Regions from separate parts of the Mus musculus genome. Here regions 2 and 3 are each linked to region 1. Evidence: chromatin contacts called from public Hi-C and HiCAR-type data. All regions are on one chromosome and are shown on one strand. The core of a region is the stretch at or near the end of the contact, and the rest is flanking DNA. Distances in the headings are between cores, read along the strand shown. Region 1 overlaps Peli2 (pellino 2). Region 2 has its middle 18 kb from the start of 4930538L07Rik. Region 3 overlaps Tmem260 (transmembrane protein 260).

Region 1 (4,507 bases), core at 1,284-3,783:
AAGCCCAGAGTTTGCAGTCTGGGGCCAGCATCTGCATTCTAGGGCCAGCATCTGTAGTGCTGGGTCAGTGTCTGCAGTTTGGAGTCAGCGTCTCCAGTCCAGAGCCAGCGTCTGCCGTCCGGGGGCCAGCATCTGCAGTGCAGGGCCAGTGTCTGCGGTGCAGGGTCAGTATCTGCAGTCCGGGGCCAGCGCCTGCAGACCAGGGCCAGGGACTGATTTTCATCCCGCTCTGTGTTGCTTGCTTTTCACAGCTGGTCTGTGCATCACTTTTATCATTTTGAAAGTGTCACCATTTCTGTCTGAACTCTCCTGCCAGGCCAGACTTGGAGTAAATCACCAAGTCTTAGGAGCCCTGACACAGATGCCATCTGCCACAGGCATCTTCCCTTCTGCCTTTGTCCTTCCCGGCTGAGCTCCAGATTGTAGAAGACATCTAAGGTAGGTGAGGTGATGGGCAGGGTTGTGTTGTTGTTGTTATTGTTGTTGTTGAGCATACCTAGAACTCCCTAGCACTGAACTGTGTGTCCTTCTAAGGGAGGCGCTTGTGACCCGAGGTCACAGTCTTGCAGGAAGCTATACTCCTGCCACATGAGTACAGCAGGATGAACCAGCTGTGGAGATCATTTGGGCTCAGAACTCTTCAGTCTTCTTTCAGTAGCTGACTTACCTCCTAGAGACTGGATATGAAGGGACAGGCCAGGCACATGTCCAGAGGCTGGGCACACCCACAGCCTGCTGCGGAAGGGAGGTCCTCAGTCTTAGCTAAGGGAGAGTCCATTTGAGGCCAGTGGCCAGCTGAGGCAGTAGACCTTCATGAGAGTCAGGTAGCAGCCAGGTCAGGAGGCACTTTTTTGGGCTAGCCTGATGTCTTTGTCACTTTTTGGTCTCAAGTGAGTAGCAGAAGCCTCAGCCCAGAGCTTTAGGTTGACAATAATTGCTTCATCTTTCCCACCCAGGAGACAGAAAAGTTTCCGACAAAAAATAGCTTGCCTTTTCCACTGTGTGTGGATGAGATCACAGTTCCGATCCCAGAAATTCTTGTAGTTCTGTTTTGCATCTATATACAGTTTGCACAGTAGATGCCGAAGGAGATCCAGAAAGAGGCTGGCCTGTTCAAAACCCAGTGAGGAGAACATTTACCAGGCAGCGCTGTGTAAGTGTTTAGAAGCGAAGACATGCCCACCAGCCAGTTTACGTCACTTTCCACGGGGGACGGGAGGAGTGAAGGGGGAAAACCACTGTTTGCAGAAAACACTTGGACAAGAGGCAGGGGCTGATGGCTGTGTGGACTGTTGGTTGCAGTGGTGGTGGTTTTAGGATTCAGGGACACAGATGTGTTGGGGTTAAGGTTCATAGGTCAGCGACAGAGAGAGATTGGGAGAGCAAGAGAGGGCTGAGAGCGAGCAGTGCTGATAACAGAAACTCAGGTTGGCTCGGCTGGTTTTCTCCCGAGGAATGTATCAGTTTGCTGGATGACAAACATGACCTAATGTAGTGTTAATTTTCAAAACCATTTGCAAGGCTTTTCCTAGTGTCCCTGAGACATAATTCAGTAAAGCTCATAGATGTCAATTGGGGCCCACTGGGAAATAATTTTCAGCTTAATTCAAGGCTGGGAAATTGGTCTTGGATTCTCCTTGTTGAGAGGTCTGTGGCTCTGAGGCACGGAGGCTAGGGCTGAGGGATGCAGAGGAGGCTAGGAGGTCTTGAGACCTCTGTGGCTCTTGACAGGCCTTAGAGGTAGGTGTGGGAGAAGAAACGATGCTGGTTTTCCTGTGAATTCATTGGGATGTTGGGTTGCCGTGGTGAGGGGCTATTGTAGGTAGTAGCCTCGCATGCGCGGTGGTCGGCTTGGTAGACCAGCCTTACCTTCAGTTCCTCCTCCCCTCAGACTGTCCCCTGAGCAGAGTAAGTGCTAAGAGGTGGCTTTTCTCTGCCCTGTTCCACTGGCAGGAAGAAACTTGCATGTCCTAGAGGGGACTGAACTCAGTGCTAGCTGTTTGTGACAGAAGAGTGGGGGTTGGGGGATGAAGTGGCACAGTGACCTCTGCCCCTAGAAGGTAGCTGTATGCCACTGGTAGGGCATCCAGTGTACTTTCATGTGCACAAGTACACATAGTACCAGTACGCTGCAGAATGCAGAAGCAGACCTTGGCAGTTCTGTGGTAAGTGACAGTATGGCATTGAGGAGGCCTCACAGGGCGCAAGGTGCTTTGGCGAGAGTAAGACAGCTCTGAGAGAGACGGTTCAGGAAACCCAGCACAGCTGGACTGCAGAATGGCAGGAACAGGATGTGACTCTGCTGGCTTGTAGGCTCCGTTCTCACGTGGGGATGTCAGTCAGACGTTGACTGTTCCGCTGACATCTTAGATTAACAGCCACAGACACGGTTAGCTGGCGACCCAGACAGAGGTTTCAGTAATGATTCCCAGCTTTTCACTGAAGCTTCAAGACATCGGTGTCTGCCATTCATGAATCACAGTCTGCCACAGCCTCACTTGGCACCATGGTGACGTTGAATCAGATCTTTGATCCGGCACTCGCTGTTGCCCTTTGTCGTCTCTTCAGAAGTGTGTTTATGCACTAGGAATTGTGTCCCACAGGCTAGACCCTGTTCATGAGCACAGAGGCATAGGGAAGAAAAAGCTGGTGGCTGTCGCCATAGTAATACACCACCTCACCAGAGGGCAGTGTGGGGGTATGGCTGAGTGTATTGGAAGCCAAGGCTTTGTGGTCTTTTCACATGGCTGGGGGCTCCCCAGTAGGCAGGTAGAAGACAGCCATCCTTGCTTTCCAGATTAGTGTGTCTTAGTGTGTGTGCACGTGAATGTACATGTGTTCATCTGCATGTCTGTATCTTTGCTCTCGTCCTGTAAGGGGGTTGAGGTCAACTTCAGCTGTCTTCCTCAGTCACTCTCCTTTCATTTTTTAAAACTTTTTTTTTTTTTTTAATCTTACTAACCTGGAGCTCATGGGGTCAGCTGGGCTGGCTGGCCAGTGAGCCCAGGGGTGCTTCTGTCTCTGCTTCTCTAGTGCTGGGATAATAGAGGTGCATCATCATGCCTGGCTTTCTATATGGATGTGGAGGATCAGATTCAAGCCCTCAGTCTTACACACCAACTGCTGTACCAACTGAGCCACCTCCCCATTGAGAGCTTTAAAATGCAACACACACACACACACACACACATACACACACACAGAGACACACAAGTCTGTGAATCAAGACTAAAGGAAGTGACGAGAGAAAAATCGTTTGTTGGGATGTGATATTAAGCTGTAACAGCATTTGGAGTTAAGGGTTGTATTATTTTCAGATATTAACTGAGTCTTAAGACTCAGCTTTGAAATACAGCCTAGTTTTACAAATAAAAACTTTAATTGGATCCACTGTTGCCTAACTCCTCCTGTCAGGTCTTGTCACCATCATCATCGTTGTGGAACGTGGGTACCTAAGGCTCCTGAGCATTGGTCAGAAGCTGGAAAGCACACATGCTATGGTTTCATAGCGTCCATACTGCTATGACTTGACAGAGTCATGCCGCTTCACTGTGTGGCCACAGTGCACACTGGGAAGCTTAGATTTTACGTCACATTTATGCTTATGTTAGTTTTATTTTTATGTGGGAGGCGTATGCCAGTACAATGCAAGAATATGCTTAATCTCGTTCATATTTTGCAGAGATGTCATCTCCAGGCTTTCAAGGTAGTAATTAATTTTGCTTCATTGTTTAATCAGCATTATAGAAAAACAAACAAAAGTGCAGTGGCTGACGCAGTTGCTTTTTATGTGCCTTTGGACTAGTCCATCTTGTTTTGGTTTAGATTGACTTACGTGCGTGGGTGCTTGACTGGGGTGGAGTGGGGGCTATTCAGGGTCGGTTGCATCTCTGTGGCTGCTCGTAGGCCTTACTGTTCCCTTTGCTTCTCTCAAAGCAGTCTGGGTTTGTTAGTCTTTGTTCAGTCTTGTTCACTGGTGCCATCTCCCAGCTTACAAAGACTTGTGGAACAGTGGAAGCTAGTGCTGATGGGTATTCAACCCACGATATTCGTTTACACACACACACACACACACACACACACACACACACACACACACACACACACACACACACACACACAGATACACACACATCATAGGCTGTTTTGTGCTGCAAAACCTAGTTGTTCCTAAAGACATATATTTCACGTAATTTATTTTTTGTCACATTACAATTCTACATCCTAGTTGTAGTGACTGTCTCCTGCATTTGCTTGATAGCTTTGTGTAAGCCAGTTGTAATTGCATTCCTTTTAACCCAGTTCGGCGCTGAGAATGGAGCAAAACCTCTGTGAGCACGGCAGTGCTCAGAGCAGAGTTGCTATCCAGGTTAGTGGTCCTTCTGGCTCCTCTGGAAAAAGACAAAATTGGTGTCTATACTTAATCCAGGGGACACCTGCCTCTCAGCCATGAGCAGCTGACAGCGAGGGCTTCCCCCGAGGCTAAGTAGTAACTTAGAGTGTCTCT
Region 2 (4,507 bases), core at 813-3,312, 460 kb before region 1:
TCCATGGATGTCTCCTGGAAGTAAGCTCTTTAACTGTTGTGGGATCCTGCCAGCCCCTATTGCTTTCTTGGACAAAGCAGTCATGTTTCTGCACAAAGGCTTTGTAGTCTGTATTTCTTTTGTTGAGAGCCTTTTGATTTTGAAGCAGGTCTAGTGGATACACCTGTCAGAAGCACAGTTGGTAAGTAGAGGCAAGAGGACCATGAGCTAGAAGGTAGCCTGGGCTACAAAGCGAGACTCAATCACAGAACACAAATGGCCTCTTTTGTTCTGAATGTCACCTCAGTCTTTCATCTGCACCCTTCCCTCCGTGTCACAACCATACACACTCATGCATCATACACAACACTGCTCATCCCGACATGGGGCATGAGTAACTTTTAATGATTTCCTATACGAAACCCTATTATATGTCCCTATATAATCCTATTAATGTTTGTCCCTAGTACATCTATCAGTCTAGCCAGCTTCTTCACTTTGGAGTAATATAGGGAAAGCTAACCGTGCTCCCATTCAGCAATGGTTCAGTTGGGCAGCTGTAGCTCTGCGCTCAGGCTCTGCCCTTAGGTTAAACGTCCCTAGAGCTCAGTTGTATGAGTGGTGAAGGTTTTACCAGCTGCTTTGCCTTCTGGTCCCAGTGTTCATCTTTCTACTGTCTTACAAGAGGTGCATTTGGGAACAGACTTGTTGATACTCCAAAAGAGAATGAAGAGACATGGAAGGGAGTGATGGAAATGCCACGAAACAGCCCATTCCTCTTGGTGTGTGAGAGTTCATCAGTTTTGCAGAAGTCAGGGCACTGTGTAGAAGACTAGGTATCAGCTGTCTTTGCATAGTTCACAAGAGAGCACAGTAGCTGTGCTGCCCACAGCACTGAAGCCATGCCAGTACTGTGAGGACTCTCTTGGATGGTATGTCATGGATATGAAACAGAGCTCCCATCTCCCTAGGTCTGTGTGAAGACATGGTTCCCCAGTTGGTGACACTCCTGATAAACGATTGTATCATAAAGGTTCTAACCTCTACCACACATTCACGTTACCATGATAGTCTGTCAGGTGCCAAGCAGTGAAGGCAGCCAATAATGGATTGAAACCATAATCCAAATAAGTCCCTCTTGAAATGGATTTGCTCAGGTCCACCAATAGAAGGTGTATGGGAGGAGCAGAGGCCACCAGGAGAAGGCTGCCAGGAGTGCCCTCACACAGAGGCTCCATTATCTAGGTGCCCAGAGACAGCAAGGGGAGGACTGAAAAGGACAGACAGTCCCAGATTGTACCACTAGTGCCCGAGCTTGGGTGCTGACTGTGTTATAAACTGAAGCTGTGGGGCGTGATGAGGGTTTGCACAACAGGTGAGGGAAGTCCCACAAAGCAAAACTACTGCCGGGATTGGCAAAGAAGTCTTAGGTTTAGGCTGTTGACAGATTGGTGGTAGACCTATGTTTCCCTAGGAAAGTTGACCATTTCGTGTTCATTGGTAGAGTTCCATTATATAGCACTGTCATGTGTACATTTCATCATAGGCGAAATATCTTAAAATCATTTACCTGAATTGGACACTTTATTATTCACTAGATTGAGGCAGGAAAGGAATATACTCTACCCTCCTTTTCATTGTAGATACGGAAACTGAGGCACAGAGAATAAGTCTCCTACCTAGTCTTGGCTACTCAGGAGAGCCAGTATTCTACTCCTGAGCCTGAAACATCTGGCTTGGGACTGACTCATGAGCATATACATATCTACATATATGTTTCTGTAATTATGTGTATGTAACTAGCTAGAGAAAAATAGATGGTTGTGTAGAAAAAGAGTAATTTTTAAAAGAGGAATTTGTTGCGGTACTACTTTGTCTTTCTCATTTTCTCTTGATATTTTCTGAGGGTCTGTCTACCTCTGGTTTTTAGACGTGTATGACACATAGCCCTCTTGGCGTCCCCCTGACCTTTGATTTCTAGAGATGTTGAAGGTTAAAACTACTTTCATAAGATACTATAGCCTGCTCTTTTCACTCTGTTGTCATCTGTGCTGCCCCAGGGAACCACAACAGACACAACAGGGCTGACTCACATGGGAACTCACAGGGACTGGCAGCACCACATATTCAAGTCAGATGGGGTCCCAGCACTGCTAGGGGAAGGAGACACCCACTCTTACCCCTTACCAAGAAGCTACCTGCAGTAGAAACTCCTCGGCAAAGGAAAAGCTTGCTGCAGTGGCATCTCCCTGAGTATCTGAACCACCCTTCAGGGCAGGCTCTCTGCCTGGGAGGAGCTGCCCAGCATGAAATAACCCAGGTGTAGTGTGCAGAACTTTGCTTTGAGTTCGTTTGAATGTGTCTTGGTTTAGTTAATGAGTTTGTTTGTTGTTTGTTTGTTGGTTTTAGAGGCCATGAGTTGGGTGGGTGTTGAAATGGGGAGGAGTTGGGGGAGGGGAGACCATAATCTTGTATGTTGTATGAAAAAAGCTTTAACATTTTTTTCTTGGTTTTAATTTTAGTACATTGAATATTGATAGAAATAATAAAGTCTTTTAGATCTAAAGGAACTCCTTTCTTTTGAGACCAAAAAATAGAGAGCTCCTGTTTTTGCACACTGTTTCTTTTCAGGAGTTTTAATGACATCTGGCAACTATCCACACTTTTAAAAATATGCATCTTGTTCTATATTTTTATAATTTTCAATTGTTCTTTGATAACATTTGTATAAAATTTGTTTTTAATAAATTCATTTTAGACTGTAGATTTTCCTGTGGATTACTTTCTTGCAAATTTTGACATGTAGAAATTTGTTGTCTTTGAGAATATTAAAACAATACTTCAAGCCTGTAGAAAATGAGAGGCAACACAGCTTTCTGTCATCGTTAGAGTTATTAACATGCTTGCCTGGCTTAAGTGGACTCCCCTGGCCCCATCTCCCTTTTCAGATGCTGCCATGGCCACTACCTGACAGTGAAATTGAACATCACGTCCATGCTGTCACGTAACCAGATAGCTGTGCACCTCCTCTTAGCAATGTGTTTGGTATGCTCTCAAAAGGTGTGTAAGTTAGTTTGCCATTTGCTTTATTTGGCAGTGGATAAACACCTAGGGATGGAACTTGCTGTTTGTAAAGAGTTTGTATGCTCATTTCTGTTAGGTACCATTAGATCATCTGTGTAGTGGCTATTTTATGTTCCACAGAAAGTAACAGGCAGCCCCTTGTTTTTTTGTACCGTCACGGTCTGTATTTGGCTTACTTTGTTGTTAAGCAGTTGTCTGTATATATACATATACATGTATATAGTTGGGCACATTTTGCTGTGTGCCTATGAAACACTACAGCCAAGATAAAGAGCAAACCCATTAACCACAAGGATCTCTACGTCCCCTTACTTCCTTGTTCAGCAGCTCTTGATATGCTTTCTGTCACTTGAGGTTAGTTTGAACTCTCTCAATTTTGTGTAAATGGAAACATACAGTAGGTACTTTTGTCTGACTTCTTTGACCCAGTAGTAAACAATAGTTCTTTATATTTCTGTGTATACTGTAAATTATCATTGGCTTATCCACTCTGGGGATGAACACTGGAATTTGCTTTCTGTTGCTGTGATAAACACCATGACCAAAAACAACTTGTGGCAGTGGAAAGTCTCCACACCCTACCACAGCCCCTGTGTGTATTTGGCTACATATCCTAACCACAGCCCGTCAGTGAGGGAGCTCAGGGTGTGAATTCTAACAGGAGCAGAGGCAGGAGCCATGGATGAACACTCTGTACAGACTTGGTCAGGCTTTTACTTTGCACTAGGACCACCTGCCCAGAGGAGGCACTGGCCACGGTGGACTGGGCCCCCTTATCTGTTAGTAGTTGAGAAAGCTTGTCATGGACTTGCTCACTGGACAATCTGATGAACTTGTTTCTTTAATTGAGCTTCTCTCCTCCCTTGCTGGGTTCTTACAGAGAGAGCTAGAACACTTATATATAAGACTTGTGAATGATTGTGTACAACCCCAGCACTAGGGTCTAATGAAGTGCTCAGAGTTGCTCTTCAGGGCAGTGCATTTCAGTTATGTTCTAGTGCCTTTGAGGTGCCTTTGTAAACTCAGGGTAAGAGATAAGAATCTTTACCTTGCTGGGGCCATGGGATGGGGACAGGGTTGGGTGAGTAGGATTCTGAGTCAGGAGAGGAGGTAGTAACGTTACTCATGCTCTCTGGACTGGCTTCCAGATTCTAAATGTTTTATTGAAAGAATTGAAGTACATGCAAGCAGCAAAGGAGCAAGGCAAGGACCTAGGGCGGGCATGCTTGCTGTCAGAGAGCAGTGTATGGGCCCACTGCTGCTTTTGCAGGTTCAGAAGTAGATTGGTAGGGGAAGAATGTTGGTAGTGTTCTGTTTTTGTTGATAGGCTTAGGTTCCTCAAGTCTTGGCTCACTGTCTGCATCTTCCATGGTGCATCTGCTTTTAATCATATACATGCCCCATTATGCATAGGCATAATATAGTAAATAGGCTTTCTGTTAAA
Region 3 (4,507 bases), core at 1,255-3,754, 300 kb after region 1:
TGTAGTGTTTTGTTTTGTTTTTACAGTAAATAAATTTCATGTGCTATATTTAAGAAAGATTTAAATAAACCAACATATTCACAAATGGTGTATAAATAACTCAGGCTTATGAACTCCAAAATGACCTTTTGTGAACTAAAGGAATATAACATTTAGAACTGTATGCTCTTCTGTTTTGGGTAGAAAAGAAACATTTGTTTGCATAGGAATTCATGAAGGCGACCCAACCTGGAAAAAGGACTATTCACTTTGGCCATGGGGATCTTGTGACAAATTGGTGCCTTCAAAGATTGTATTCAACCCAGAGGAGTGGATTGAACGCACAAGAGCCATCTATAACTGGACTGAGGCCTATGAAAGGTATGGGCGGCTGTTGTGTTTTACGTAGATGTCAGTTCTGTGTGTCTAAAAAGGAAAAAGGCTACATTCTGAGATACCCTTTTTTGTCGTTTTGGGTTTTTTGAGACAAATTCTTACAATGCAGGCTGACCTTGAACTCAGGACCCTCCTGCATCAGCCTCCCAAGTGCTGGGATGAAAGGCCCGTCCCACCACACTTGGCTCTTGAGATGCTTCTTAATTTTTTGGCTTTGTTTTTCAATCAATTAGTTTCTGCCAACAACAGATCAGAACGCATGAGCAGGAGGAGACCGTCTCTGTCCCCCTCCTGTCTGGGGAATCTGAGGGATGGTGAATGGGCTCCCTGAGTCTGATGCATGCCATCTTCTGCTTTCGGGCCATGACGCCGCATGGTCCAGCAGCCTGTACTGTATCACCCTACCCGTGGAAGGGACTCCTGTGCTGTGCTTAAGCCTTACGGGCGCTCTTCTGCCCATGACACTTGCCACAAGAGTGAACTTCCAGCACACAGACGAGTTTAGCGTGTGGCTCAGTGGTGCAGCACTTTTTTACTAGCATGCGCTCGGGATGGGTGATTCAGTCTCCAGCACAAGAGCGGAAAGACAGACAGACAGTTTCTGTAAGAAAGGCTGAATCCGAGAAGCTTTCCTGTGCCTGTCTGTCATCAACCTTGTTATACTGGTTAGGGCATTATTAATTTCTTCTTAAAACATTTTTACACAGGCTTGTTCTTACCTATGTGGAAAATAAGTCAAGTAAAATAAATTGCCCCCGTTATCTGATTTTTTAAATTATGCGTTATTGAGCCTCTTCTGCTCTTGCAGAAGACCCAGCTTTGGTTCCCAGCACCCACTTGTGGTGGCTTCATAACCACCTATAAGTCTAGCTCCAGCAAGCCAACATCTTCTTCTGCCTTCTACAGCCACCTGCACGCCTATGTACATACTCCCACACACAATTAAATATAAGTATTTTACATTACTGGATTATCTATATTAGATAGCCTATTGTTTATAGTTCAGGTGCAAGAAGAGCGATCACGTTAACAGGCTCTAGGAAAGGTTTGGAGCCGGTGAGAAACACCACCACAGTGCTGACCACAGCAGAGCTTGCTGACTCACCAGTATTCATCAGAGAAGCTGGAATATTACAGCTAGCTGGCTGTGGTGGCACATGCCTAAAGTCCCAGCACCCAGGAGGCAGAGTCACCAGGATCTGAGTTCAAGACCAATCTGATCTACATAGTGAGACCCTTTCTCAAAAAAATAAAAAAATTACATTTTCTTCAGATAGCCACGTGCACACACACACACACACACACACACACACACACACACACACACACACATTGTTCCTTAGCACCATTCTCTCTAAACAGATACTTGATAAGAAATTTTAACTATAATTTTTTAAAATTTTATTATACATTTTTATTATAAAACTCTGCCTAGCAGTTGTTTGGCTGGAATTCTTCAAGCAGCCCATAGCCCAGCAGGGGTTAAGTGAAGCCCTGTGCCTCAGGAACAGCTGCCCACTGCCTGCAGCCTCTTCCCCTCTGTCCTCTGCCCCTTGAGGCAGCTACTAAAATGCAAAGCTTTGGTGTGGCTATCATCAATGCATCCAGAGCCAGCCTCTTCTAGTGCTTATAACACTATAAAGCAGGCATTGTGTGTCATGCTGTAATGTAAGCGACGAAGGAAACTGTTTTTCTTTTAACTACAGATTTGGTCCATCTTCTTGGGAATCGGTGGCCAATGAGGAGATGTGGCAAGCAAGGTGAGTGATCTACATTTTATTATTTGCAGCCTGTTTTTTAATATGTGAAGGAATAGCCCATGGTACTTTTTGTTCTGGGACTGTGGATGAGTGGGAATAAAAATAACTTCAGAACAGCTATTTGGTTCAAGACATTGTATTACTATGCATGTGTAATACATAGTAATATTAATAATCTTCATAATAACCTGTGAAGCTCTGTTATCTCCATTTTATAAAAGAGCGAGGCAGACAGATTTCCAAGGGCCCGTAATGACAGTGATGGAGTCCAGAGCTCAGTGTAACCCCGAGGCATCCTGACTCCTGGGCTCTGTTCTGTAATTAGGCAATACAGCCATGGCTCCATTCGTGCTATGCCAGTTTGTCATTAACACACTCAGCTAATGCTTACAGAGGCCAGGCGGTGTGCCAGGCCAGAAGCTACACAGGACGGTGACAGTCCCTGCCCTCATGGAGCACAGTTTGTCACAGCAGACTACATGAAAAGACATCACCCGCTACTCACAGAGACTGCTCACAGAGAGAGGCACGCTGTTCCAGATGGATCACTTCTTGGTGGCACTGCTGCTTTTTCTTGGTCTCTGTCATTATTTTTGAATAATCAACCAACAGGAGCCGGCAAGATGGCTTCGAGGGTAAAGGCACTTGCTGCCAAGCCCAGTGACTTGAGTTGATCCTTGGAACCCACAGGTTCCATAAATTGTCCTCTAGTTACCATATTTAAGATACAGCTTGCAGACTCACACAGATGCAAAATAAATAAATGTAAAAAAATTAAAGTAAAATAAAACCAACACAAATCAAACTTTGGCCATTCATGCAAAACTCCTAGGCAATATAGAACAGGGTCTCTCACACATATGGAGTTCTTCCTTCTGCAAAAATATGTTGATGCCCAATCTATGCCAGAGATTATGTTCTGAGGATAGAGTTAGGATATAAATCATATATATATATATATATATGGATTTATTAAGAATTGCCAAGAAATATAGCTCCTTGGACAAGCAAGATGGCTCAACAGGTAAAGGTGCACTTGGCTCCAAATGTGTCAGCCTGAGTTCAAACCTCACTACTACATGGTAGCCAGAGAAAACTGATTCCTGCAAGTTGTCCTATGACTTCTACATTGTAGCATGTATAGCCCTGTGCCCCGCCCCCACACACACCCAAAATAAATAAATAAGAAAAAAAAAGTAATAAAAATCTTTTTAAAGAAAGAAACATAACTCCAATATAAAGATTGCAAAATATCTGTAGTGTAATTTGTATCAGAGAGCTTTTTGAAAAAGTTAGAAAGTGGCATAAAGTTGCCAGTCTAGTTACAGGGGCAAACAGATGCACTGAGGATCTGATCAAAAATTCTCTGCACAGTTGTTCATTGTGATTGAATCTGGGAAAGCAGAGTGACTTCATGTGAAAGAGGGAAGCAGGACACTACCTGCGCAGGCGCTGATTTAACTGGTGTGCCGAATACCATTTGGATGTTTGGGTGCTCAGAATGTCTACCCAGTTTTTTATAGAACTGGTTGCCCATGACATAGCTGCCACCGGTGACAGGTACCTTCAGGGATGTACTGGCAAGCCCAGCAATGCTCCCTGTCTCAGACTGCTCTTCCATAACAGCAACGGGCACCTTCAGGGAACCACACAGTGATGAGCCTTTTCCCAAAACATTTTAGTGTTGAGCATGAGTGCCGCTGTGTCCTAGGGGGCTTTTGGATCCTGTTGGTTCAGAGTAAATTTCCATGAACATGAGAGAATGAAGAATGCACACACAAAAATTTGTCCATTCCCCATCTTGATGTTTCTAATGAGGGTTCTTCCTCCACCCACAGAATGAAGACTCCATTCTTCATCTTCAGTCTGGCAGAGTCTGCTGCAGTTCCTGCAGATGTGAAAGCACAACTCTACACGCATGCATATAAAGTATGTTTCAGTTTTGTTGCAGGGCATCAACTGGGAGGTGGAAGCGCCTGGGGCGGAGACAGGGCATGCAATGGAATCTTTTACCCTCTCATGCCCAGGTTGTCTTGAGCATTAGCAGTACACATGGGGAGAGCATTCAGTTGTGTCACAAACAGTGTTGAAGCTAAGGGTCATGGTAAGTAGAATGACACCCTCCCCCACAGTGCCTGGCCCACTGCCTTCTGTGGCAAAGGGCACGTGTGGTTGAGTTAAAGGACCTGAGATCAGGCTTGGATTAGCCCATTTGGTTCACTATGATCATAGGAGCCTTCCAAAAGAGAAACCAGGAGAGGTTTGGAAGTGGTATCCAGGAGCCATGGCGGCGAAGGGAAGACTCTGAGTTACAGGTGCAGAAGGGTCTGGAAACTGGAAAGGGAAGGAATAGATTCTCCAGCGCTCCAGAA

Evidence for each region. A called contact is a pair of places that touch in the nucleus more often than the background predicts. HiCAR-type assays count read pairs that join an accessible place to other places.
Region 2: a HiCAR-type map of Th17 cells shows a contact between it and region 1, with 5 times the contacts expected there. The contact joins two enhancer-like sites. A contact is called at or near these places in 7 of 39 promoter capture datasets (3T3-L1-derived adipocytes, cranial neural crest, embryonic stem cells and 4 more), 3 of 484 Hi-C or Micro-C datasets (bone marrow-derived dendritic cells, nephron progenitors and stem cell-derived neural stem cells), 3 of 115 datasets of contacts at active chromatin or transcription factors (Th17 cells, embryonic stem cells and oligodendrocyte precursor cells) and 1 of 9 other capture datasets (embryonic stem cells).
Region 3: a contact with region 1 is called in a Hi-C map of liver, with 2.6 times the contacts expected there. The contact joins two enhancer-like sites. A contact is called at or near these places in 1 of 39 promoter capture datasets (liver), 1 of 484 Hi-C or Micro-C datasets (liver) and 1 of 9 other capture datasets (liver).

What each region holds. Positions count from the first base shown.
Region 1 is chr14:48,200,253-48,204,759 of GRCm38.p6, forward strand. The region is part of intron 2 of Peli2 (pellino 2); the gene reads left to right. It overlaps Gm52144 (a long non-coding RNA gene), which reads right to left. Exons shown (of 2, transcript XR_003951214.1): 2 at 4,164-4,507. It also overlaps the pseudogene Gm6498. Among named protein-coding and RNA genes, the nearest start is that of Gm52144, 3.4 kb to the right of the region's middle. Within about 2 kb of position 2,534, at least 62 of the 459 cell types and tissues checked have an H3K27ac peak or open chromatin away from gene starts, as enhancers often do. A contact at or near this core is called in Th17 cells and liver, where this site is marked.
Region 2 is chr14:47,737,154-47,741,660 of GRCm38.p6, forward strand. No RefSeq gene overlaps it. Among named protein-coding and RNA genes, the nearest start is that of 4930538L07Rik, 18 kb to the right of the region's middle. Within about 2 kb of position 2,063, at least 16 of the 459 cell types and tissues checked have an H3K27ac peak or open chromatin away from gene starts, as enhancers often do. A contact at or near this core is called in Th17 cells, where this site is marked.
Region 3 is chr14:48,505,062-48,509,568 of GRCm38.p6, forward strand. Tmem260 (transmembrane protein 260) reads left to right here. Exons shown (of 16, transcript NM_172600.4): 13 at 184-360; 14 at 2,082-2,135; 15 at 3,974-4,064. Among named protein-coding and RNA genes, the nearest start is that of 4930572G02Rik, 53 kb to the right of the region's middle. Within about 2 kb of position 2,505, at least 5 of the 459 cell types and tissues checked have an H3K27ac peak or open chromatin away from gene starts, as enhancers often do. A contact at or near this core is called in liver, where this site is marked.